Regions from separate parts of the Gossypium hirsutum genome. Here region 1 is linked to region 2. A link is a contact called in public Hi-C data. All regions are on one chromosome and are shown on one strand. The core of a region is the stretch at or near the end of the contact, and the rest is flanking DNA. Distances in the headings are between cores, read along the strand shown.

Region 1 (5,421 bases), core at 859-3,358, 44 kb before region 2:
CAGAATTAAGATTAAATTGAAAATCTAAACGTTATATTAATGGTTAGTTTTTCTTCTGTTAATTATTCTTATAATAATGAATTCTGTTGGAACTGTTCAGAAAAACAATTATAAACCCAATCAACATTAATTGCACATAATTAAATAAAGATGTTGAATTTAATATTTCATAAAACATCCTATAATTAAAGAGATAAATGTTTTAATTAATATTTACCTATGCCCGTAGTATATTAAGAGCTGAAAATATTTGTAAAGTTCTTCTTATTAAATTAGTACTTTTATTATTAAATAAATCAATTTAATCCATAAATTAATAAAAGGAACCAAATGAGATTAAATTCTAACATTTGTTGTTTAAAAAACGACATGTAAACTACACTGTTAATAAAAGTTTTCAAAATAATTTGTTGAGAGTTAAACTATAAATGAAGAACATATTTTTCATGTTTTTTTTAAACAATAAATGTTAACTCTGTTAAAATTTAACTTATTCAATTCTTTTTACTAATATAAGAACTAAATTAATTTGTTTAATATTAAAGAAATTATATAATCTGGTTCCTATAATAAAAGGGCCTAGTAGAGATTCACTTATACAAGGCTTATATAAAAAGGGGTTTTGAAGTTGAAAATGTGCTAAATAATTTGATTTCAAAAATGAAGAGACAAAAACGACTTTTAGTCTTTTAGTAGATTTAAGTATGAAACAGTAACATGTATTTTTTAGAGGTGTTTATAAGTTAGGTTAGGGGTGAGCGTTCGATCGAATCGAATGAAAATTGGGTTAATCGAGTTAGTGAATCCTATTTTATCATTCTAACTCGATTTGAAATTTTCTTGAATTGAGTCGAGCGATATGGAATTCGAATCGAGTCGAATCGAATATATTTGTTTGAGTTAAATTTTTTTTTAAAAAATGACTTTGGGTCTTTGTAACCACTATCACTCACTGTAATCAAATTTATTATTAACTTTCATCTCCTCATAATTTATTTATTAATATTTTATATATGGGTTAGCTTATTTGCTTGGTTGGTTGTTTTAATTATCTTTTGATTTTCGTCACTATGTATTTTGAAATTTAAAAAAATATTAAATATAAAAATGTAATTTTTTAATAAAAGTTATCTTAAAGATAAAATGTGAAATTGATATTAACATAACATTTTAACACGAATATTTTATGGCATCATCAATAATTCAATTTTAATAGGAATTTATAAAGATTTAATATGATTAAACAATTCAATAATATAAAAAGTAGAAAATGTGAAATTTAATTTAACAATATTAATAATAGATATAAATAAAATTATTACTATTTAGGTTTAGAGTTTTTTGGATGATTTTTTATTTGGGGGTAAAGGGTGAAAAGTAAAAATTTAGGGGGAAAATAAAAAGTTGAGAGATGGGGGAGTAAAATTTTGGGGGAAAGTAAATGGGGGGAAAATATTCAAAAAAAAATTAGGGAGAAAATGGGTTTGGGGTAAATGGGGGGTGAGATGAGAGAGGAGTAAAAATTTTGGGGGGAAAGTGGGAGGGAGTAAAAGTATTGGGGGAAAAGTAAAAAAGCCTGGGGTAAAAATGTAAAATATTATAGTTTAGTATTTAATTTATTTGAATTATTCGAGTTATTTGATTTTGAAAATTAAACTGAATTCGAACTTGAAATTCAAAAAAAAAATTGAGTTGACTCGAATAACTCGATTCGTTTAACTAAAAATTCAAATTCTTTTTCGATTTTTTTGAGTTGAATTGAGTTTTGCTTACCCCTATGTTAGGTTGGGTTGAAGTTTAATTCTAAAATATTTTTCAAATTCAAGTCCATTTTAAAATCGTTTAACCAAAAAGTTTGTTTTATTATTAAAAATTAATAAAATATTATAAACATATTTTAATTGTTATTTATATTTTTATAATTAAAATTTAATTTAAAAATAGTTATTATTTAAATTAAAATTGGACTAAACTGAACCAAATCAAAGTATAAAAATCATTATTCAAATTCTACCCAAATCAAGCTGAACGGACTACCATACTCTTAGGCAGGTCTATCCTTCCCTAATAAAAAATGTATTTTCTTTTCTTGGATATATTTGTATAAAGCAAGTCATCGAAGTATTCAGATGTTCCTTGGACAAGTTTAATACGGGCCAGGTTTGGACCCACCTATAAACTCCAATCACTATTCATAACATATTTGTATCAACTTTTTTTATACATTAGGTTTAACTTTTTATTTAGATTAAGCTAGACTATTGTTTCTTTTTTATTCTTTTTGTCCTCCAAATGCTCCCTTTATCTAAAAAATTCATTCCTAAAAATTCCTTCTTTTTTTCTTTTTTGCCAACCACCTAAAAATATCCAATAAACGTCAAATTTGTAGGAGGAAACAATAAGAGAAAAATTTATAACAAGAATAGAGTAAAAATCAAATAATCCTAAAAGCATTCATCAAACAGGAACAATAATAAAGTAAAAATCAGAGGACATCAATGACTTAAATCAAACTACCTCAAATATATAATCACAAAATGTAAGCCAATGAATAGTGTTTAACTTAAATATATTGCATTTCTTTTATTTATATTTGAAACCTATAAACAGCAAACAACATAATGAAATGCCATTAAAAATGAAACTGTTTAAATCTATTTTTAAAATTATTTCTCATTAAGTAATATGTAAGTTTATATCTTTTTGCATTAATTTACATCAGAATATGGAAATTTACTCCCTTAAATTACCAATAATACAGATGATTCAAAGCTCTCTTTTTTTTCCTGCTCTTAATTATTGATATAATGGGGTTCAGATAGAAGCAAAGAAATCAGCCCAAATCAAATCATTGAGAACCTGATTTCAAAATAATATATATATTTTTCAAACTCCTACGAGTAAATTCAATAAAAATTCTTATATTTACGTGCGAGCTAAGATTTTTCAATACTAGTTAAAATTATATTAAAAACCAATGCCCGGCTAGATCTGCAAACCACCTCGACCAAGGCATTAAGCCCTTTAAACTCAGCTTTCCTCGAGCTTCAACTCGGCTCAACAAAACTAATTCAAATATTTTTCATACCGAACCCCGTAGCTAGTAAGAACCACTGTCTCGTTTACACCCTAACCTACATGGCGCCAATTTCAGAACATCAATTCAGGGTGGAAAATTATTTCTTCAAACATCCGATTATAAAATTTGCTTAATCAAAACTATCATCAATGAAATTAATAATAATAATAATAATAATAATAAAGCAAAGACTCGGCAGAAACTAAACTATATAACTCTGATCAACATTGCCTATGAAATATCCAAATTTTTTTTGTGAAAACAAGATTAAAACAGGGAAAAAAAAAAGAAAAAGAGATGCATCATTAAATTGAATGTTCTTGTATGGTGGAAAAGAATTACCATAATTGTCACCCTCTTAACCAAAATCCCGGAACTGGTATGCTCTGTCTCCTGAGATATCCCTCTGTAAATCAGCTTGAGTCGCTAGCGAACCACAAAAACACCAGGAAGCTATTTTTGTCTCCCCTCAGATTCTTGGAAGCAATTTACTTGATAAAAAAGAATTGGAAGAATAGAATGTCTTGAAAGCTGTTAGATTTTAACTCGCCTTCTCTTGTCTGCAGTCATTTTTCCGGCTTCCCGGGTTGAGAAAAGAAAAAGGGGTTCAGCATTCGTGTTAGGAGTTCAGTGTTTCTAGGTTAGACTTAGAATACGGTCATCTGAATTAGCTTCTAAGTATCCTATAATCCAAGTGGTCTCTGCCTATACCCATTTCTCATCCTTTCCAATAATTTCTCTTTAGTTTTCCTCTTTTTGTCCATCTTCAACCGGTATCTTTCTTCCCTCTCCCTCTCATAAATTCCTTGCCAATGCACTTCCCCGGTCAATGGCCACAACCACACCTTCCTCGGATGGTCAGCATCGTCCGCAGCCTCAGCTAGATCTTCATCCATGGACTTCAATAATGTGAAGTTAAAATATCTAGCCCACATAAATTCTTTCCGTTGTTCAACTGGATGTTGCTCTTCAAGCAAACCAGAGTGTGGCTCAATGTAGACCATCCTCCGCCCACTATGGTAAACCCAAACATTGACCAAGAGTTCCAGTACCCGACAGTAACATTGTTTTTTCTGCCAAATAAACCGAGAAGAGCAACATTAGATTAGACTCTCAATGGAATTTTGGAACCTACAAATGTTATAGGAACAAGGATTTAAATTGCTGCTGTTGCAGGCATAATGAATTATTTACCGTGAATATCAATGGCAGACAGAGCCGAAACAGTAAAATAATGGCCATAATGTCATGTTGCAATGCTATTTAAATCCCTTGTATGAACAAAAGGGCTTACCTCAAGATATGTGGAACCCAACAAACACATATTAGCCTCACTAGAATTGGACTGCAAGGCATCGAGAGAATCAACAAACATCCTGCAGTTGAATCATCTAGATTTCCAGTCATCACTCACAGTACTGTGCTCTAGAAGGATTTTGAGAGATAAGATTAAATAAAATTAGAAAACTCAGTAAATTACCGTGAAAACATAACAAACTCCAAGAAGGACTTGGTTGGCATCACCCAGCTGTGCAAGGAAGACCAGTGACCTTCATCTTGGGGCATGGGAGGAAGAGCTTCCATATCCAATGGTAAGTTGTACATCTTGCGGAAGGCATTTTCAAAAGCAGTTCTGCAGGCATTTAAAGCATCAAAGTCACTCATATACTTTTCATATAGTAACAAGAGTCATCTACTACGCACACAAATCTATTGCAAGTTAAATCACAAAGAAGCAGTTGTTTGTCGAATTAACTAAGTCACTGACCAATGTAGATCCAGCCTCCTTGAATGTACGGGAAATCCATCTAGGGTTTCTACTGACTTGAGCTATCCCATTCTAATATCTAACTTCTAAATTGTGGTTCTCCTAAGGTTCAAATCAATTGACATCAGAGCTATCCATCATATCCCTCAAATGCAATCATGCAATCCACATGGTGATGCCGAAATAGTAGTGTTTGCCTGGGGTTAGAATAAGCAGCACAAAGCCATAGCCCAAATAGGCACCAAGTTACAAGGTATGAGACTTCAATCCCACATAAAAAGTACAGGATTTTCTTGTGAGGTTTATTTGGAACCAGGCTCTCCCATCCTAATAATTAAGCTTCTGAGGTGTGGTTCTCCTAAGGTTCATATCAATGTTCACCTTCAAGCCTATTAAACCTGACTGCCAAGTTCAAAAACAACAAATGTTGAGCTTTGAATAGAACAGGCATGAAGCAAATCCCGGCCAATCCCCTTTGAGCATCTTCTCACCCGTTGAACCTGATCTTGGCCCAACAAACAGAAAACAGTGCTGTCAAGGCGTGCACCTAGCTGTGCCTGCCTTGTGCCTTCGC
Region 2 (5,502 bases), core at 2,376-4,875:
GTGGTAGCTTTAGCTACACTTATCTGATCAAGTGAAAAAGTGATAAGTGCTATACTTATCTGATCAAGTGACAAAGTGATAAGTGTTAGCCTCAAAGTGATAAGTGTTAGCCTTAGCTACACTTATCTGGTCAAGTGAGAAAGTGATAAGTGGTAGCCTTAGCTACTCTTATCTGATCAAGTGACAAAGTGATAAGTGGTAGCCTAGCTACACTTATTTGATCAGGGACAAGTGATAAGTGATCATATGTAAGACCATAGTTATACTACGGCAAAGTGAAAGTGAAGTACTCAATTTTCCGTAATCGTTCCCTAATTTGATTAAGGATGGTAAGTGACAAATGGGCCCAAAAGAATTAAAGTAAATGGATAAGTGGTAGTGTATTTATATCAGGACGATGTTGTTATTCAAGCTAAAATGATATTTTCGTTGCAAAATTGAGAATTTCATAAATGTGTTATTGAATGGTATAATCAATAAACATTGAGTTAAATGGTAAATACGTATTAGTGTTGAACTTGATGTCATTGAATTGTACGTGAATTAAATGGAAATTGCTAGTGATATGATCTAAAGCGTGAGCATGAGAAATTGCGAATTGAGGGAAATGGAAATGAAGCATTGAATTGCATGAGTATGTATCGGGTCTCGTAAACCCTAATTATTATGATTATAACATTTTGAGGATATACTGTGAAAAGTTATAGAAGCATGTTAATTATTTTGAAAGTTTTAATTTAAATGAAATTTTATAACTCGGTTAAATACGTTTACAAGTGCATGTGTTTTGGTAATGCCTCGTACCCTATTCCGGTATTGAATACGGGTAAGGGGTGTTACACCCTACCAATCTCCCCCTCTCCTGACACCACCCCCTACTTAGGGGTGTTCAAACAATTAATCGATTGGTTAACCGAACCAAACTAGTATTTACTGAATTAATCGGGCTTTTTAATCTTTTAACTGTTAACTGAACCAAAATTTTTTCAAAAAAAATTAACTGAACCAAAATATTTTAGTTAATCGGATTAATCAAAATTTATATGGTTTTTTTTGTTAAAACAAGTATAAAACATATAAAAAAATGATAATGTTCATTTGACCGAATTAACTGAATTAGTAATAGCCTAATACATATAATATAATATATAATATTATTTATTAAATTTGGTTAATTACCCGGTTTCAAACTGAATTAACCATTAACCAAAATTCCAAAAAATCTTTAACCGACCTCCAACCGAACTAGATCGACTAACCAACCAATTAACCGAATTAGACTGGTTCGGTTGATTAATTCAAGTTTAACCGAAATTTGAACACCCCTACCCCTACATATGGTTTTAGGTTTAAATTTATCCTTTAAGTTGAAATTGAAAATAATTTAATTTGTGTAATAATACAATATTTATATTTTTATATAATAATTGTTGTAAAATCAATTAGCATATTAGTGAAATATGCTGTTTTAATTATTTAAACAATTATTTTTTAATTATATAAAATTATTATCATATTAATAAAAATATAAGTATATGTCTATAAACAACTCAATTTTTATAAAATTAAAAGGAATATTGAAAAGAAAGATAAAGACACAACTTCCCCCTTAACTGGGTGGTTCTATTATGTTAGACATACATTCCAAATGCACCATTATAACATTTCTAACTTAACTATAAGACAAAACACTTATACATAATTTTGTAATGCGTATGCTTAAATCATATATTTTTAGTTTTTTTCCTTTTTTTTATTAATCACTTTTCTTTTTCAAACTGTACTCTATTTTAATTATTTTTATTAATAATTTTGTTGGTAAGATTTAAAGTAGAGGTGCTTATGGTATTGTTATTATTATTATTATTATTATTATTATATTTGAGTCAGTCAATTTTATTATCTAAACTAAAATATTGAAAAAATTTATTTTATATTTATAATTAAATTTTAATAAATGTATTAATTTTAGTGTTAAAATTTTAATTCAAGGCAGACCGATACAAAATGAAAATCAATTTATCCAAGGCCAATCCGAATGGGCTAGGCCTACTGGAATAGGCGGTGTTGAGAAAAACGTTGACTTACTTACCTTTCTCTCTATAATTTACTCTCTTTCAAATTTCTTCCCACATAAAATAATAAATTTGACAATTCATGTATTCTTGGTGTTATAATCAGGCCCAGCCTTGGGGTCTCTGCCCAGGATCTAAGGTTGAAATGGGTCTAAAATATTATTTTTTTAGTTTTTAAGGGGTTCTTTTTTTAATTTTTAAGGGTTCAAAAACCTTTTTTACTAACTTTTAAAGGATCTAAAAAAAATTTTCTCTAACTTTTAAGGAATCTAAAACCCATTTTATTGTTTTACCTAGGGCCCAAAAATATTAAGAACGAACCTGATTATAACCAGGAGTTGAGAGATTTTATATTAATATAACTTTTTACACAACATTAAAATGTTAGTTTCATATTGAGTTTTAAAAAATTTGTGTAATCCTAGAACTGTTTAAAGGTTAGTTATTTCTCAGTTTGAAATATACGAGAGTTTGGATAAAAATATGATATGCAAACATTAGGTTTACGTAAAAATTGTAACATTTTTATTCGGGCCAGCTTTGAATAAAATAATTTCAATCTAGGTCCATTCCAACTTGGTTATATATATTGATTTTCAGTGTAGTAAAAGAGTTACACAAGTATGAAGTCATTTGTTTTTAACGTATAATAAAATAATTGAAAATAACATTTGGTTTCATCTTAAATCCAATTTTAATTTTTTTAATAGATAAAAGAGCGGTGAATAACACTCGATTCGATTCGAAAAAATCGAAATTTCTTTTTAAATTTTGAGTTAATTGAATTGAGTTATTTAATTTATTTGATTTTTTCGAGTCAATTTGAATAAGTAATTTGAGTTTTGATTTCGAGTTGAGTTGATTTTTACAATTCGAATAACAGATTGGTGTAAATACCCCTTTGGTCATTGTCAATTTTGAAAATTAGCCAATTGGTCTCTATCTCAACAAAAATTACAAAAAAGTAAAATAAAAATAATTTTTAAAAATCAAAATATTTATAAAATTCCAAAATTTATATATTTTTTAAAAAATCATTAAAATTTAAAAAAAATTCTAAAGAATATTAAGAAAGTTAAAAATTTTAAAATTTTTTAAAATAATAATTTTGGGACCTAAATAAGTTAATTAATAATTTAAGTTTATCATACTAAAGTATCTTATTTTTTATTATTATTTTGCTTTGAAAAGGTTTTCAAATATATATAGTTTCAAATTTATGTACTCTAACATGGAATTAGTTATACTGTAACAAAAATTTAATTTTAAAAAAAATTCAAATTGAGTTAAATGATAAAATAGGACTTGTCAACTCAATTAACTCAAAATTTTTTCACTCCATTCGATCGAACGCTCCTAAGATAAAATATTAATTTTTAAATATATCAATATAGTTAAAGAATTATAAATAAAAACTAACTCTATTATCTTTAAATCAAAACCTTAATGGGCTGTTTGGTTCACCTGAATTGCTAAGTCATTCCAAGTGTATTCAACCCGCCACAACGAAGCAAGTGTTTGGTTGATTGAATGGACATTTAACCAAATAGCTTAATTCGGGGCCAAGCGGTAGACTCTTGTAGTCACCATTCAATACACCCACCTCTAAATGGGTTATTCAGTAATTCCCAGAATAGATTTTTTTTTACCCAATTTACTCATGCAGAAAATCATCTAAAACTCTAAAATAAAACAAAGAAAATCAATTAACATATCCCAAGTGATCATCCAACAAAACAACGTTTTAATTTGAACATTGCAGCAAGTAAGCCATAGTAGAAAAAAATAACAAAATTTTATAACATTTATCTTTAAGAAAGGAGACTCAATCATGTCAATCTCAAACACTCAAACAAAATAGAAAGAAAAGAAACAAGAACCCATCTATAGAAATACCTAAAGGAACTAAATCTGCTTAAATTTTCAAAGTAAGTACCTTGCATCTTTCTTCATCTTTGTTATTGTTTGGTCTTTTTAAGGCAAAAAAGAAAACTATGGTTAGTTGCTCTCTGTGAATTTTTTTGGAATCCAAAATTTCCAAGCATAACAAGTAGATAAGAATTGAAGGGTAAATATTTTATCATTTTAGATAAAATAAAAATGTTGGAATGAAGCAATTTTAAGAACAATTATTGATGAGAAATTTGGGTGAAAGGAAAAGAATTATCGTGAACTGCAAATGGGAAAGAAAGTGATGATGGCTGGTAGGTTTTGGGATTTTGGTGTGCGAGTGGGCTTGGGTATTTGGTGGGTTTTTATAGGTAAACTACACCCAAATTCATTAAACTATTAGTAAATTTATATTTTGGTCATTTAATTTTAAAAAATTATAAAATAATCACTAAATTTAATTAAAGGGTATATTTGTCATTTTAGCATTTAACGTTGTTGGGTTTTTAATATTTTTACAAAAATAAAAACACAATTTAATTTATTAAATGGCATATTCATCATTTAAGTTTTTTTTTTTTGCTATTTTATATCCATTTCCTCTCAACAAAACACATGAATACTATTACAATATTCATTCCATCCTATACAACCAAACCATTGTTATACCTATTCAATTCTATTACAGTCCTATTTCATTCTTATAGAATAACTATTTTATTATAATTATATTCCATTCCAATGAACCAAACGTGCCAGAAGTCCATTGACTTAAAAACCCAAACTCAAACTCAAATCCCAATACTTAAAACTTTAATATCACGTTTGCTTCACTAAATGGGTTAAACGGTAGAATAATTATTACTGCCTTATTATTTAACAGCCTATTTAGTTGAATGGAATGAGCTATTCATTTAGGCCCGAGTCAGTGGGCCCACTACAATGCACATGTTTGGTTCATTGTAATATGTTATTACAACCCAGTCTATTTAGCTTATTATTCCCCAAAAGCATCGAATGTCATTTGTAATAACTAATTTTTATCCGGGCCCAACAACCAGAGACCAAAAACCCAAACAGCAAACCCAAACTATTACCCAGCCCAAATGTAATTACAATAGCCCAAAACTTAGCCCAATACCCAACTAAACCCTACAGCAGCCCAACACCAAATCAAAAAAAAAAGAAAAAAAGAAAAAGAAGAAACCCTAGCCACCTAGGTCTTCTGCCGCCATCGCATCTTCTGACCCTTCTGCTGCCACCACCTCTGGCAATCACCAACTCTGCCACCTACTCCATCAACATCAATCCCTCTGCAAATAAGAAGAAAACACGCAAGAGCAAAAAAGCAAACAGTGTATGGCTAAAAAAAGAAAAAGAGAAAGAAAGGATTGTCATATTGGCTATAAAGCCACAACCGAATGTAATTTTTGGGGAGGATGGAAATAAAAAAAAAGGTTCAAACAGATTAAAAAAAAGAGGTGTTTTCCTTATTTTATTTTATTTTTTATTTCGAAATAAATAAACAAATAGTATA

What was found. A called contact is a pair of places that touch in the nucleus more often than the background predicts.
Region 1: a contact with region 2 is called in a Hi-C map of leaf, with 2.2 times the contacts expected there. The contact joins two enhancer-like sites. A contact is called at or near these places in 7 of 34 Hi-C or Micro-C datasets (leaf and petal).

The regions. Positions count from the first base shown.
Region 1 is chrD05:31,003,943-31,009,363 of Gossypium_hirsutum_v2.1, reverse strand. It overlaps LOC107904174, which reads right to left. Exons shown (of 15, transcript XR_001686148.2): 12 at 4,560-4,712; 13 at 4,374-4,455; 14 at 3,422-4,152; 15 at 2,656-3,134. Among protein-coding and RNA genes, the nearest start is that of LOC107904174, 10 kb to the right of the region's middle. Within about 2 kb of position 2,108, at least 3 of the 9 cell types and tissues checked have an H3K27ac peak or open chromatin away from gene starts, as enhancers often do. A contact at or near this core is called in leaf, where this site is marked.
Region 2 is chrD05:30,961,879-30,967,380 of Gossypium_hirsutum_v2.1, reverse strand. No RefSeq gene overlaps it. Among protein-coding and RNA genes, the nearest start is that of LOC107935283, 18 kb to the right of the region's middle. Within about 2 kb of position 3,625, at least 5 of the 9 cell types and tissues checked have an H3K27ac peak or open chromatin away from gene starts, as enhancers often do. A contact at or near this core is called in leaf, where this site is marked.